5 separate regions of the Mus musculus genome follow, and all the other regions are linked to region 4. Evidence: chromatin contacts called from public Hi-C, HiChIP or PLAC-seq and promoter capture Hi-C data. All regions are on one chromosome and are shown on one strand. The core of a region is the stretch at or near the end of the contact, and the rest is flanking DNA. Distances in the headings are between cores, read along the strand shown.

What was found. Promoter capture Hi-C pulls out the DNA fragments that hold promoters and counts their contacts. Hi-C and Micro-C count contacts between places; a contact is called where the count stands out from the background. HiChIP or PLAC-seq counts read pairs in DNA pulled down with a chosen protein or histone mark.
Region 1: an H3K4me3 HiChIP or PLAC-seq map of pro-B cells shows a contact between it and region 4, with 7 times the contacts expected there. The contact joins the promoter of C2cd5 here to the promoter of Bcat1 in region 4. A contact is called at or near these places in 3 of 39 promoter capture datasets (hippocampal neurons, liver and pre-B cells), 5 of 115 datasets of contacts at active chromatin or transcription factors (the 230-238 cell line, embryonic stem cells, large pre-B cells and 1 more) and 1 of 9 other capture datasets (embryonic stem cells).
Region 2: a Hi-C map of B cells shows a contact between it and region 4, with 5 read pairs. The contact joins the promoter of Fgfr1op2 here to the promoter of Bcat1 in region 4. A contact is called at or near these places in 1 of 39 promoter capture datasets (pre-B cells), 1 of 484 Hi-C or Micro-C datasets (B cells) and 1 of 115 datasets of contacts at active chromatin or transcription factors (embryonic stem cells).
Region 3: a contact with region 4 is called in a promoter capture Hi-C map of hippocampal neurons, with 4 times the contacts expected there. The contact joins the enhancer-like site here to the promoter of Bcat1 in region 4. A contact is called at or near these places in 7 of 39 promoter capture datasets (the 3T3-L1 cell line, 3T3-L1-derived adipocytes, cranial neural crest and 3 more) and 2 of 115 datasets of contacts at active chromatin or transcription factors (large pre-B cells and pro-B cells).
Region 5: a promoter capture Hi-C map of hippocampal neurons shows a contact between it and region 4, with 6 times the contacts expected there. The contact joins the enhancer-like site here to the promoter of Bcat1 in region 4. A contact is called at or near these places in 7 of 39 promoter capture datasets (the 3T3-L1 cell line, 3T3-L1-derived adipocytes, the HPC-7 cell line and 4 more), 3 of 115 datasets of contacts at active chromatin or transcription factors (the 230-238 cell line, embryonic stem cells and large pre-B cells) and 2 of 9 other capture datasets (adipose tissue and liver).

Annotation. Positions count from the first base shown.
Region 1 is chr6:143,098,783-143,101,482 of GRCm38.p6, reverse strand. C2cd5 (C2 calcium-dependent domain containing 5) reads left to right here and starts at 1,331. Exons shown (of 29, transcript NM_001362113.1): 1 at 1,331-1,550; 2 at 1,687-1,805. The coding sequence starts at 1,716.
Region 2 is chr6:146,576,535-146,579,234 of GRCm38.p6, reverse strand. Fgfr1op2 (FGFR1 oncogene partner 2) reads right to left here and starts at 1,324. Exons shown (of 7, transcript NM_026218.2): 1 at 1,027-1,324. Ints13 (integrator complex subunit 13) reads left to right here and starts at 1,400. Exons shown (of 18, transcript NM_138757.2): 1 at 1,400-1,934.
Region 3 is chr6:143,413,418-143,416,117 of GRCm38.p6, reverse strand. No RefSeq gene overlaps it. Among named protein-coding and RNA genes, the nearest start is that of Gm31427, 38 kb to the left of the region's middle. Within about 2 kb of position 1,312, at least 22 of the 459 cell types and tissues checked have an H3K27ac peak or open chromatin away from gene starts, as enhancers often do. A contact at or near this core is called in hippocampal neurons, where this site is marked.
Region 4 is chr6:145,074,791-145,077,490 of GRCm38.p6, reverse strand. Bcat1 (branched chain aminotransferase 1, cytosolic) reads left to right here and starts at 1,334. Exons shown (of 11, transcript NM_007532.5): 1 at 1,334-1,602. The coding sequence starts at 1,597.
Region 5 is chr6:143,189,963-143,192,662 of GRCm38.p6, reverse strand. The region is part of intron 4 of Etnk1 (ethanolamine kinase 1); the gene reads right to left. Among named protein-coding and RNA genes, the nearest start is that of Etnk1, 24 kb to the right of the region's middle. Within about 2 kb of position 1,337, at least 42 of the 459 cell types and tissues checked have an H3K27ac peak or open chromatin away from gene starts, as enhancers often do. A contact at or near this core is called in embryonic stem cells and hippocampal neurons, where this site is marked.

The DNA.
Region 1 (2,700 bases), core at 82-2,581, 2.0 Mb after region 4:
ACATTTTCTTTGGAAGAATTCAGTTTTGCCCATGGGCAAAATTCCTTTCTCAGGAGGACTCTTTTTGAAAGGGCGTTTCTGGTTCATTACCACTTCAAGTAATTTTTCTATCCTGTTTTAGTATTTTTGAAGTTAAAAAGACCATGCTGATATCTTCATTTAGGAATTTTCCATTCCTGATAAATTCAGTGCTGTGATTTTTTTCCCACTGGCATTTTCAGTGTTGATTTCAGTATTTACTACAGAGTGTATTGCCAATGCTGGGTTTGCCATAGTGTAGGAAGTGCTCTTGTTCCATCCTGTGTGTGGGCTTCAACCCCAATCATTTTCTGATAGTCTGAAGCAGTATCTAATACCCCACTTTGACAGGCTCATGATGTATCTAGAGTGGGGTCAATTTACAGAGACCTAGTGAGGTCTTCTTCGGGCTCATTTCTCACACTGACTACATGTACCGCTGGAGGTTCGTTTCTTGCTGACTTTTAGCCAGCACTGTAGACCTTTCCTTTAGGCGTGTGAATGCTTAATACTTAGAGAGCTGGATGTGCAGGCACAAACCCATCACCTTAGCACTTGTGACAATACACCAGGAAGACTGCCACATTCAAAGCCAGCCTGGGCTGCATACCAAGGAGAGGCCAGCAGGCAAGATGTTGCCTCAAAAAAGAAAGTTCACACTGACACACAAAGTTCACACTGACATAAGGAAGTGTGAAGTGCCATCTATAACCCAGTACACAGTACAATTGCCTGTGACTGAAATAAGTCTTTGAAGAAATAATATTTATTTTCACTAGCTGAGATGCGTGTGTGTAATTTTTTGTCCCTTTTCCTTTTTTTTTTTTTTTTTTTTTTTTTTTTTTTTTTTTTTTTCTTTTTTGAGCCAAACTTTTCGTCTGTTGCCCAGGCTGGCTAAGAACTCGATGCAATCCTCCTGCCTCCACTTTCCAAGTTCTGGGTTGACAGGTGTGCGTCCCCACACCTGACTCTAACCAGAGGATTCTTACTGAAATTCATAGAAAACCACTACTCGCATCAGTACCCCTTCCTGGTGGCCGTCTCAGGAAACACTAAAAGTAGACTCCTCTAGTATGCTTGGCAGCAGCAGTCTGTCCAAGGGCCAACAAAATGAAGCGCGGCTGGGTTGTCACCAGCGCCGGGTGCCCAGAGCGCTGGAGCGTGTCCTCAGCACGGCTCCTGCACCTAACCGACCCGAGGCTGGGTAGATGATGCAGGGCTCGACCGGTTCCCCTGCTCTCCAGCTCAGCCCCGCCCCTCTCCCATGGCCCCGCGAATTCAAATCGGCCCCGCCGCAGGGCAGAGCACCGAGAGATCGATCGCTCCCGCCCCTCGAGCCGCCATTTTTGGAAGGTGGGAGGAGAAAGGTGGGTGGGCGCGGTGCCTGCTTTGCGGGATGCTGACTGGACTTGGCGGCTCTCTGCAGCACGTCAGGGGTAGGGCAGCACGGCTGGCCGGCGCCCTTCCTCCGGCTGCTTCTCCGGAATGAGGCCTCGGTGGCCGCGCGGGACGACTCGGTTCCTGCTCAGAGCGTGAGTGCGGCGCGCGCGCCCTCCGCTGTCAGTTGGCGCGCGCTCCCGACGCCTCTCCGCGCGCCCCCGCGCCCCCCCCCCCCGGGCTCGCGCTCGCTCGCTCGCTCGGCGCAGACTCGCTTGTTTGTTTCTGCAGGAATCCTAGGAGAGGCCGAAGCCGCCGTGATGCCGGGGAAGCTGAAGGTGAAAATTGTGGCCGGTCGCCATTTGCCGGTGATGGACCGTGCCAGTGACCTGACGGATGCCTTCGTGGAGGTTGGTTCCTGGTCCTGCCCCCCAGAGCACGGGGCGCCGAGCCCTGCCCTTCCCGCGGTCCCCGGCTCCGTGGAGGGATGCCCGCCCGCCCCCAGCCCGTGAGATGTGGCCATCGGTCCTGGACACGTCCCGCTGCCAAGCTCGCGGTCAGGGCGTCGGTCCGACCACCTGCCGGTCCGAGGCGTGGCAGCGGAGACGCTCGCCACGACCTCGTTTGCGGTTAGGAGGTTAAGGGCCATTGCTGCAGCAAGTCCACGCAGCCAGCCCTCTGGGGACACCCACAGCCCCACGGTGCGACTACATCCAACCCGTACCCCAACACCGTCTGAATCATCAGTGCAAGTCACACACAACAGCAGCACTAAAGCTGCCCTTGTGTAGACTGGTAGGGAGGTGAGCTGTTTCAGGGTAATTTATTGCCTCGAGGTAGGAAGTCAATTAAGTGCCATGGGTTTCAATTGCAAAATTGCTCTTTAAGTCTAATGATTAGTTTAAAAGTCATGCAAATTAGCACAGGCCTACTGTCCGGAAGTTAATAACTCACAACCTGAAAGAAGCCAAGGAGAAATTGTAATAAAAGTTGACATAATGAGGCAGACCATTAGAGCAATAATCATTTGGGCTATTAATGCTTAGGGTTCAAAGACATATGACAGTATACTTATACTCAATATATTCTTAAACGTTCCAGAACCTAATTAACTGCAATTCACTGTATTTTTTATTTTATTTATTTTTATGGCATTTGTTGAGTTCAACTTCATCTTTTATTGAAACAAACAAACACAAACCAAACTAACCCCCCCCCCCCAAAAAAAAAAACAAAAAACAAAAAACAAAACCCAAAGCAGTTTGCTCCTGGGCCAGATGTCAACAGAGATCTAATGATAACTGA
Region 2 (2,700 bases), core at 75-2,574, 1.5 Mb before region 4:
GAGATAGCATTTGTTTTAAACATGAATAAGACATGATTCCAGACTCAAGTTCAAGCTGGCAGGAGAGACAGGTAATTGAACAAATAATACATCCTAATGAATACTGCAAAACTATGTCAAGAGCTATCCGAGTTCATTGTACTGTCAATGTCACCGGAGGGAGTCTAAAAAGAATCATCTATGAATTGGGTTTTGATAGATGATAAGACAGAAGGAAAAGCAAGCATTCTAGCAGACTATATGGACTCACATGGCACAGTGTTTGGAAAGGAATTAGGGGTGGCAATAAGATGACACTGAAAAGGTAAAATATGATGAGATAGGATGGTAAAAAACCCTGATGAATCGATATGCTTAAATTAGAACTTGAAAAAGTTTCAGGCGAATACATGTCACAGTAAGTATGGAAGGCTGAGGCGGGGACACCGGTTTGGGGTGGAGGAAGGGCAACTGTAACAGTCACAGTGAAAGAAGCAAAAAAACCTGGTGCAGTGTGAGTGGAATACAGAACGTAGGCAGTTCTGAGGTCCGTGTTCTGGAAAGGAGGACGGGAAGAAAAGAGAGTCCTCACTCTTGAGGAGCAGACACAGATGCTGGTAGCAATATAAAAAGCATGTGTCTTTCAAAGAAAACCTTAGAATGGGATAAAGAAAGAATGCGTGCAGACCACACACACCAATAAGCATCCTGTCCACACACATCACTCTGAAAGCAGAGAACTGCACTGTTCTTGAAAATGGTGGAATGCACACACTTGGAGCTTCTGAAACATTTGTCTGGAGAAAACCAGTTTTTCAACTTGAAACCGAATTTGGAAGGCCGCTGAGGGACTCAAACGATCCCAGCAGCTCCCTCAGGACCGTGGCTAAGTCCCAGGCGCAAACGCGGTCAAGTGTGCTGAGGTAAACTCAACAGTGACAAGTCCCTCAGGCCACCGCCCACGGAGCTCCCGAGTGGCAGGAAGGGGAACCCGGAAGGGGTGTCCCGCGGCGTGCAGGCCCAGGGTTTTCAGGGAACTTTCCGTACCTCAGTTCCCGGCAGGACCTCAGGGAGAGCACGGAGAGAGGAAGCCCGGCTCAGAGGCTCGCCCACGCGTGTAGTTATTCCACTGCGCTTCAGTCCCCCTGGGGCGACGACCACCCGCGAGGTGGAGTGCCCACGGAGTGGTCTCCGCGCCCTCGCTGCGCCTGCTCAGCGAGCGGACGCACAGTCCTGCTCACACAGCGGCGGGACGTACGGGAAACCCACTCGTCTCGGCCCCATCCCGGGCGGACCAGAACCTCCGCGACCCGCAGCCGCTGAGCGACAAGCCTCGCGAGACTTCCCTCTGCTGGTTCCCGAAGGCCCCACCCCCGGTAAACGGCTGGCCGTTGATTGGAGAACGGGGAGGGGGCGGGGCTTCTCTCCTCGCCCCCCTCTCAAGGTTTTGCTCTGCCGCTCGCACACTCTCGCGTGTTTTCCGAGGGGCTACCGGCCCGGACTGGAGGCGGAGAGGGGAGGTTGGGTGGGTAGGCTCTGCCTGTCCAGAGCCGAGGCTGGCTTGTCCCGGCCGTGGCTTAGTACTTTGTGGGGGGATCTCTCGGGTCGTCCTGACCGTTCTTCCCTACGGTTGATTGGGAACAAATGTTAAAGGCTTTTTTTTTCCCCTCACTTGCTCCGCCCTCTTCCGGTTCGGCCTCTGGTGGCTTCTAAGGAGAAGGGAAGATGGCGGGGCTGTGCGAGAGCGCCGTGCGCACGCGCGAGTCCGAGTGCGCTCTTGTGCTTGCACGCGCATGCGCGCGCCCCTGCGTTTAAGCAGCCGGAGTGTTGGGAGATGAGCCGGGCAGTCAGTCTTCTGCGGGTTGTACCAGACCGACTGTGCGCCGACTCCCCACCCACCCTCGTCCGCCTTCTCTCTCAGCCTCCGTTCATTCACTGCAGGACCAGGCACGAAAGTAAGCGAACCTCGATGCCGAGGTCTTCCCCATCCACTCACCTCGTTCGCCGCCCCCCACCCCCCTTGCAGTCAGGTGTGTGCAGAAGGTTTGCAGACAGGGACTTTGGCGGGGAGGGGCGGTGCGTTCCAGAGCAGCAGGAGGTAATAGCGGGACCCTAAGGTGGTTTGTTACCTTGAACACTTGCTGTTTCCCAGGTGCTTTAGAATGTAGGTTTAAAAAAAAAATTTTTTTTTTTTTGGTCTGTAAAATTTTAGGAGCGAAGCAGGGCAGTGCACCACATGTTCTGTGTTTATAAGAAAAAGTTTTAGAAGTGTTTTCTCTTCGCCAGCATGGGATAGCATCTGCTTGTTGTGGTCTACGTGGTGAATTACTGTAGTGTATTGCAAGTGGAGGGAGAGGATGAGTTTGAAGCCATAGAAAGACGCAATATGCAGTTACCGTAGGAGATGTGTGTCTATTTTGGGTTGTACTTTTGCTGTCAGTCTTTTCCTGTTGATTTCCCTTAGCCCCTAACAAGGATCACCATAAATACATTTGAGGAATTAGATCTGTGATTTGTAGGCATAAGAATCAAATACAATGTGCACAGATGTTTTCTTCTATTTTAAGTGCTTTGTAAAAGAAAAAAAGAAGTATGAACTAACTTCATTTGGTAGATAGACTGCATGGTATGATGTGGCATATTCTTTGAACTGGCACCATTACTTTGGCCTTTTTTGCACAAAATTCTCAGAACTTAGGATCCGTATCAAATCTTGAAAAC
Region 3 (2,700 bases), core at 63-2,562, 1.7 Mb after region 4:
ATGTAAAAGTATAGTTAGCAAAATGTAGGGTATAATAGGTAGGGGCAAAAATATTCTTATCTTTTAGTGTGGAGAATGAAAAAAAATATAACCAAGAGGTTATAAGAAGCAAAACTATTAACATTTTACAAATAATAATTATAATCAATAATAAGATATAGGCACACAATAATATAGGCTGAAAATAGAACTATCAGATTTTTGCCACCAGGAACAAATGCAGAAAGCCAGACACAGCTCTCAGGGGATCTTCAATGAACAGAGCTATTGTCTCAATATATGCAGAGACAAGTAAATATCTGTAAATCACCCAGAGACATAAAGATATGCAGTAAGAAAGCAAGCTTAATTCAGATTGACCCAAAACTATCATGAACAGGATGAGAGACGTTATGCCGACAGTATCTCTAGCTATGTTTCAACTTAGATGTGCTCCGATTTATCTCAGCAGCTGAAGTATCAACCCACTAGCCAGCTGCCAGAAACAATGTGGGTGAGTGGGTTCGCTCTCCTCTGCAGCGGCTATGAGCAAGGGCCAGCCAGAACCTTAGCAAGCAGACAGGGACGTGGAACACCCACCCAGACACACTCAGCTTATACGCGTAATACATTTGGAAGTGGTTTACTCGGTGAAACGCTTTTGCTTGGCCCGGAAACGTCCCTGTATGCAAAGATACCACACTGTTATAGGATAACAGGAAATCAAGCAAGCAAACAACAACAACAACAAAAGCTGAGGCGCTCCCTTTATCATAGCGTGCTTTGTGTTTATTTTAAGAGTGTTCAAAAACCCACTCCGTGCAGTTAGGTTTTACAGCTCCTGAAGATGAGCTGCAGATTCACAGATATTTCTGAGCGTCCCCATCAGCATACGAGAGCCGCCTTCACAGCTGGCCCTGGGCGTCCTTTAGTCTGCCTCTTCTAAATCGGTGGGAAGCCCCCCTCAGATCTCCTTTTGCGAACATTTTCTCTCCTGGCAGCGGGGAACCACAAAGGGCAAAGCGATGGATCTGCCGCTGGTGTGGAAATTTCCACACAACACGATCGCTAACTAGCACAAGGACGCGGTCGGGCGGGAAACCTAAGGTTCTATTCATTATTGCTGGATGGTTTATTATTTAAAGAAAGAAAGAAAGAAACTGGAGCTTATAGGAAAAATGCAGAATGTATGTGGAAGATTTTTTTTTATGAGAGAGAAGGAGAAAGAAAAAGAGAGGAGAGAAAGGAAGCAGAATCAATGCCTTCCTGAGGACACCCCACAGGCACTCACCAGAGGAAATCGAGATGCCGCCAGTTTGGCTGGGGTTCAGCGCCATCTGCATAGTATTTAAAAGTGCCAGCCAAACTCTGAGCTATTTCACTGGAGTTAGTAAGGAAGGGCTCCAATCTATATCTGAAACTCAAACTCTCCCGCTCGTGGGGCGGGCGTGACTGGAAAGAGCTTATGGGGGTCAAGGAACTGCCACAGCGTGGGGAGCCTTTTCCAGCCCCATACAACCTTGCGCTTGCAGGGGCCAGATTGTTTCTCCTTGAATGATGTGGGAATTCTTCCGGGATGTGGGAGGTAGAAAAAGGTATAAGATAAAGAAAATAGTGCTGGTAGACACTCTGACAGGGAGTGTGCTGTTTGGAGGTCTGGACAACCATTAATTCAATCCTCTGCAGTCCCCTCCTCTCATATAATTGTGTAAATCTACCAAGAAAGTGACTCCTAGTTTTTGGATGAGGAATTCTTGTCCTGATATGATTTTCCCCCCTTCAGAATCTACTTATCTGCTCTCATGTAACTGAGTATTCAAAGGTGGCCCTCACTTTCTTTTAAGATGCATGAGGCATTTAACAAAAACCCAGAGTAAAACAAGATACTGAGGAAACACGGCTAATAGAGAACACAGCTAGCATCTATTGGACATCTGTTAATACCAAGCTCAGCTTTTCATATAGCAAGTTCAGTTGACCCTGTCACAAAGCCGTAAGCGACATCTTGCTACGCCACTCATTGGAAGATAAGGACACTATGTCAGAAGGTATTTATTATATCCTCCTGGGAGGAGACCCCCAAACTGGCAAGTCAACCCAAAGTGTTGAGCCCTTGAGTCTCTGCCCTCCTGATATTGATTACTGCCATCCATGTTTTATATTAAAACTAACAGCTTATTGATACTTATCACAGGCTCATGGGGTTACAGTGCTCAGCAAGTGCCACTTGGGGTGTCAGGAGCAGCTATAGTCAAATGGCAGCTAAAACAAGACTCAAACAGGATGATTCAGGTGGGATATCTAAACTGACCTTTCTCTCAAATTCAGCTTAATAAAGATAGCTAGGGGCTGATGTACTATCTATCTATCTATCTATCTATCTATCTATCTATCTATGTATCTATCTATGTATTTATCTATGTATCTATCTATGTATCTATCTATGTATCTATCTTTATCTATTTATCTGTCTCTATCTCTAGGGATGCCTTACAGTATGGAGGCATCAGATAGTAGTCTTTCTACCAACCTCATCATCATCACCATGATCATCATTATCATCACCATCACTATCTCATTAAGAGCTCGTGTACCTCAGTCTGGCCTTGAACTCTGACCTTGTAGCTTCTGTCTTCTGAGTACTAAGATCACAGATGAGCACCACCCTACCCGGTTACTGCTGTGTGAGGAGTCAAGAGATAATGCTAGCAGCAGCTTCGG
Region 4 (2,700 bases), core at 85-2,584:
CTGGGACTACAGGCAGGCAGCTCAACGCCTTGCTTCATTTCCTCTTACTGTGGATCAGTGCTCCATCGTATGAACAATAACCCAGGATGTCTACACTCACCACTTAAAGCCCACAGCGCTGCTTGAGTTAAAACCGATCTGGACTACAGTCTTCTGAAGGGAAGAAGTTGTTGCTGTTGTGCTGGGTGCAAAGATAACTCAGTACATTTGTCAGGATAATTCAGCTATTCATTGTTCACCTGGGCAGTTTCATTCCAAGCAGCAGAAAAGAAAAACAAGGGCTGCAGAGATGGCTCAGCAGTTAAGAGCACTGACTGCTCTCTCAGAGGTCCTGAGTTCAATTCCCAGCAACCACACGGTGGCTCACAACCATCTATGATGGGATCTGATGTCCTCTTCTGGTGCATCTGAAGACAGTGATGGTGAACTCACACATAAATAAGTCAGAAAAGAAAAATGAGAAGAAAGAAAACATTTTTAAAAAAATAAATAGGGCTGGCGAAATGGCTCAGTGGTTAAGAGTGCTGACTGCTCTTCCGAAGGTCCCGAGTTCAAATCCCAGCAACCACATGGTGCCTCACAACCATTCGTAACAAAATCTGATGCACTCTTCTGGAATATCTGAGGACAGCTACAGTGTACTTACATATAATAAATAAATCTAAAACAAACAAACAAACAAACAAAGGATACAGGCAAAACATGGTCGGGGAAAAGCCTATTCTCTCCTAGGGAGTTAAGAATGAAAATTTCACAGCAAAGCCTTCTGCTTAGATTTACTAAAAAGAAAGTTTTCAGATTTTCAGAGAGATCCTCTCCTCAACTGAAATCCCATCGGTGGGAGCCTTGCCTGAGGCTTGTGTGGACGCAGGAAGGAAGTTATCAGGTGGTGAGGACCATTTCACATTAAATTACTTCTGTATGTGCACATCAAAGGATGCAAACTAAGAGACGACTACAGAGCGTAGACCACAGACTGAGAGTGAGAGTTCCATCCAGGGCTCAGATGGTGGAAGGAGAGAACCGGCTCCTGCCAGTTGGCCCTTATCCACCACTGTCCCTGTCCATCTAGCCACCCGCTCCTATTCAAAATCTATTATATTTATTTAAATGTTATAAAAATTAGAGAGAAAAGGAGTTGGTAAGAGTGGTTGTATTTGAGAGTTGTCTGTGGGGTGTGGAGCGTGAGAGCGAGACGGAAAAACCCAAACTCTTCTTTATTATCCAAAATATACCTTAAAACTTCCCAGTTCTGAGACTAGATCCTAGTACAGCGTATGATTGGGGGAGGGACTGGGGAGGTAGCAAATGAATCAAAGACGCTTTCAGATTTGTCCTCCTCTGCTACCTCCCCTCCTGCGATACAAATCACTGGAGGGGATCAGTGTCTCCACCCTGGAGTGAGCCAGAGGTCGGACTGTAGCTCGCGGCTGAGCCAGTCGCTGCTGATGCAATCCGCAGCGGAGCGCGCCCAGCTCTCCATCTTCCGCGCTTGCCGACCGACCCTGAGCGCCACGTGTCACTGCACAGCCGCCTCCTCCAGAGGAGACTCACATTTGCACCCAGGAGCCGGAGCCACGACCCAAGCCACGAGAAATGAAGGTAAGCGTATTGCTGAAGTTCATGCTGGAATGCAGCTACTCACCCACCCGGAATATCTCGGACACTGGGTGGAGAGAGGAGGATGGAAGGACCAACTTGCTTTGTCCCCCGTCCTGGGCTACTAAGCGTGGGGATCTGGCCTCGTATCCACCCGCAGATGCTCCCGCTCCGGTTCTTGTCCTGGTTCTGTAAATGCGGTACCCAGATTTAGAGGATGCCACAGCGCCTCTCCTACATGCTCCCTAGGCGGGAAGAAGGACCGTATCGTTGCGTTTGAGCTGCCCAGAGATAGGGTTTGGCGAGGATGCTCGGACGCTCTTCTGGGTAGTTGTAATAGAAGGGGGAGGAGGACCCTCTTATCTGCCGAAAGCAGATCGCTTGTCTTTTAAGGTCCAGGTTCCAAGTGGAAGCTTCCGAGTTACGGACCACTCGAGCTTCAGGACCAGAGAGTGCAGGCGGTGAACTCTAATTATCATCTGAGATAGCTAGCCCAGAGGCCAGCCTGAGGCGTTTTAAGATATTTTCCAGAGCCAGAGCTCTGGCTGTCTGAAAAACTGCCAGATCTGAAAAGTTTCCTTTCCGAAGGGAAATGATGCTCTGTCGGCTGTGCAGTCACCTAGTCTCCCGCAAGGAATATTCGAGTAATAAAACGTGGGTTTCGGGGAGCTACAGAGCGGAGCCACGTTTCAGTTTCTGAGGAGGCGGAGGAAGTTAGACACTCAGACTGCTCAAGCCTAGCTGGAGGGAATCCACACGTCACGTCTCCATCCCCACTGTGCCGCCCTCGCTCCTAGCCCTGACAGATAGATAGATAGATAGATACCCTTTCTCTTTTTCTCTCTCTTTTTCTCTTTTCCTTTTTCTCGTTTTCTCATTTTCTCGTTTTCTAATTTTCTCGTTTTCTCTTCTCATCTCTCTCTCCTCTCCTTGCCTCCCCTCTCTTCTCTCCTTTTCTTTACATTCTTTACCTTATCTCACTAAATCATATGCCTTTATAATTTTATCCACATGCATTTAATGTATTCACTATCTCTCTTAATCATTTGTTCATTCTGTATATATCTACCTTAAAATATAAGTTCCTAGACTCCATAGATG
Region 5 (2,700 bases), core at 88-2,587, 1.9 Mb after region 4:
ACAGCACTGGGAAATATTCTCCTAGCAACAGAACATGTTGTTTCTTTTCACCGTGAGTTTAATTTTTTTTAATATTTCCCAGTATTAATAATGTCCATTACTCTTAATAACTAATTCCTTCAGACAAGAATTTCTCCTTGAGGTCTCAAAGGTGAACAGATAATGAAAACACACCCTAGAATCTGATGTGCACACTCACTTCCCAAGGAGGGGCTTCTAGATCATCCAGATTCTCAGGGCATCCTTAACCTTTAAAAAAAATGATCAGCTTAAAGGCTAGCATTGATTTTTATAATCTTTAAATAATTGCACCAGTGACACACAACACAAAGCAAATAATGGATGAATTTGAATTTTCAAAAATATTTTTGATTTTTTTTACTACTGCTTGAAGCCCTCACCACTGTAGGAAAAATCCAGTTAAACTGGTCAAATCTCAATGCAAGAAAACTAGTCTTCCATTTATTAAAGCATGTTAAAGCCAAAAACGAACTAAACAAGGCTATATAATTATAACAAGACACATGTCTTGACCTTATCTTATTACAAATGAAAAGAAAAGTCACCTATTTGAGAGTCGGACCCTTTCCAGCCCAGCTCTTAGACATGGAGAAACAGCGGTGAGGAAAGTTCACAGGAATTCTGTGTAAGAGCTTGGCAAGAGGATGTGAGCGAGGAAATACCCACCTCCAGCCCAGGCCAGCACACATCACTCTCACTGTAAGAGCAGGGACTGGCAACAGCTGTGTGAGGCTGAGCCTGGGGAGGGACACAAGAGCCCTCGTGGTACATGGGAAGTAGTCAAATGCTAGGAGAGAAATGGAGGCTCTACTACACAGAACACAAGCACAGTAGCAGGAGAGGAAGGGCTGCAAGAGCATTTCCACAAAGGGGAAACACGGCATTTAACATTCTCACCCAGGTATGACTGAAATACAGTGGGCCTAGCGCATGCGTCTGAAAAGGCTCATGCAAACAACTCAGGAAAACCAGTGGGTCACACCCAGGCACACACAGAAAGAGGAGAGAGGGATGCTGGGAAGAAAGGGCTCAGCAGGAATGGGGAAAGAACAAGAGAATACTGGAGGAGGAAGGACCGCCGTACACCAGAAACTGTGACACTGTCAGGCAGTAAAAATAAACACTGAAAACAAACATCCAGCAATCTCAGTCAGTGCTCCTTAATAACTAAGGAATGCAGGGGACTGTTTGTTGGGTTTTAAAACAGGGTCTTGCTCTGTAGCCCTGGCTGCCCTGTCACTCACTACATAGACAGCACAGGTCTCTAACTCACAAAATTTCCATGCCTCAGTCTCCTGCGAGCTAGGATTACAGACATGCACCATTGCGTCTGGCTAGAGTCCTGCTGGACGCTGACTGTCTTGGGCTGCTCTACTCTCACACACAGTAGTCTAGAGTAAATCAATTCAGGATTAGTGTATTCTTCTCGAGAGCACGAGGCTCTCTCCAGGATGGTAGAACTGTTCTGTACTTAAGGGCCTTCAGCTTATAGGGGCAGACACCTGTCAAATTCTACAAGTAGCATGCTTAAAACTTGTTTTTAAAGGCAGGTTTCCACTATGTTGCCTAGGTTACCTTGAATTTCTCAGGCAACAGATATCCCACGCTTTCAGTTTCCCAATGGCTGCAATGCTACTCCACATCACCACCCCCAGCTTGCTATGCTAAGCCTGGCACAGTACACTTCAGTGCATGCTGAGCTCTAAACACACTACACTGTAAAGAACTTGGGGATGGAAACCACGCAGGTCTGCAACTCAGTGAAGATAAAGTAAGAAAGGAAGACAGACTGATGAATGAGCAGGTGAGGTGGGATACAGCACAAACTTGTCAATCGTAGAGACTCTAGGTACCAGGTACAGGGTTAGAAAGAGTTAGGTCTATATCTGTATTTGTAGATATTTAAACTCAGTACTCTATAAACATGGCTTTTATTTTAAAGATATGGTGGTACTCCAAGCAGGCAAGCAAAGGTATATATGTGTATGAATATATTGATTTTTATAAGCAAACTGTTTATATGACTATGTACCTATTTCTGCTTGTTTCATCAGTAACGTTTCAAAGACAAGATTCTGTTTGTTTCTGTTATTTCTTTAATAGGGACTGGGGGAGGAGGAGCCTAAAACCTACCCAAGAATGACCCTGAATTTCCTGTCCTTTGTTTCTACCTTCCAAGTACTGGGATTACAGTACTGGCACACCCACTTACTCGACGCTGGCTGAAGATGGAGGAGGATGGCTGAGGATGGCTGAGGCTCTGTATGTACTAGGTCAGCAGTTAGCAACTGAGCTACATCTGGTACCACAAGGACAGCTCCACTGAGGCTGATCTGTGTCGGTCAAGCAGGAAGGGCTAAGAAATCTCTATAAACCTCCTAGCAAGTCAGATTTGTATTAAATGTTAAAATAAACCCATGGGAAAGATCTTCTACATCACTAAAACAATAAGTTCTGTGTTAGTAAGAGCAGAATGGATCTTGTTTAGAGCCAATCAGAGGACAGTAGTACAGACTTTCCTACCTACCGTGTACAAAACTAAAACCATTCCAATAAAAGGCCTTCATTTTCTTCTACTTTTGTTTTGCCTAAATGCCAATCAACTTCTTGTGTTTTACTGAATAGAAAATGGACAATGATTAACATCCCTTAAATTTAAAGTTATAGTAAGACTTATAC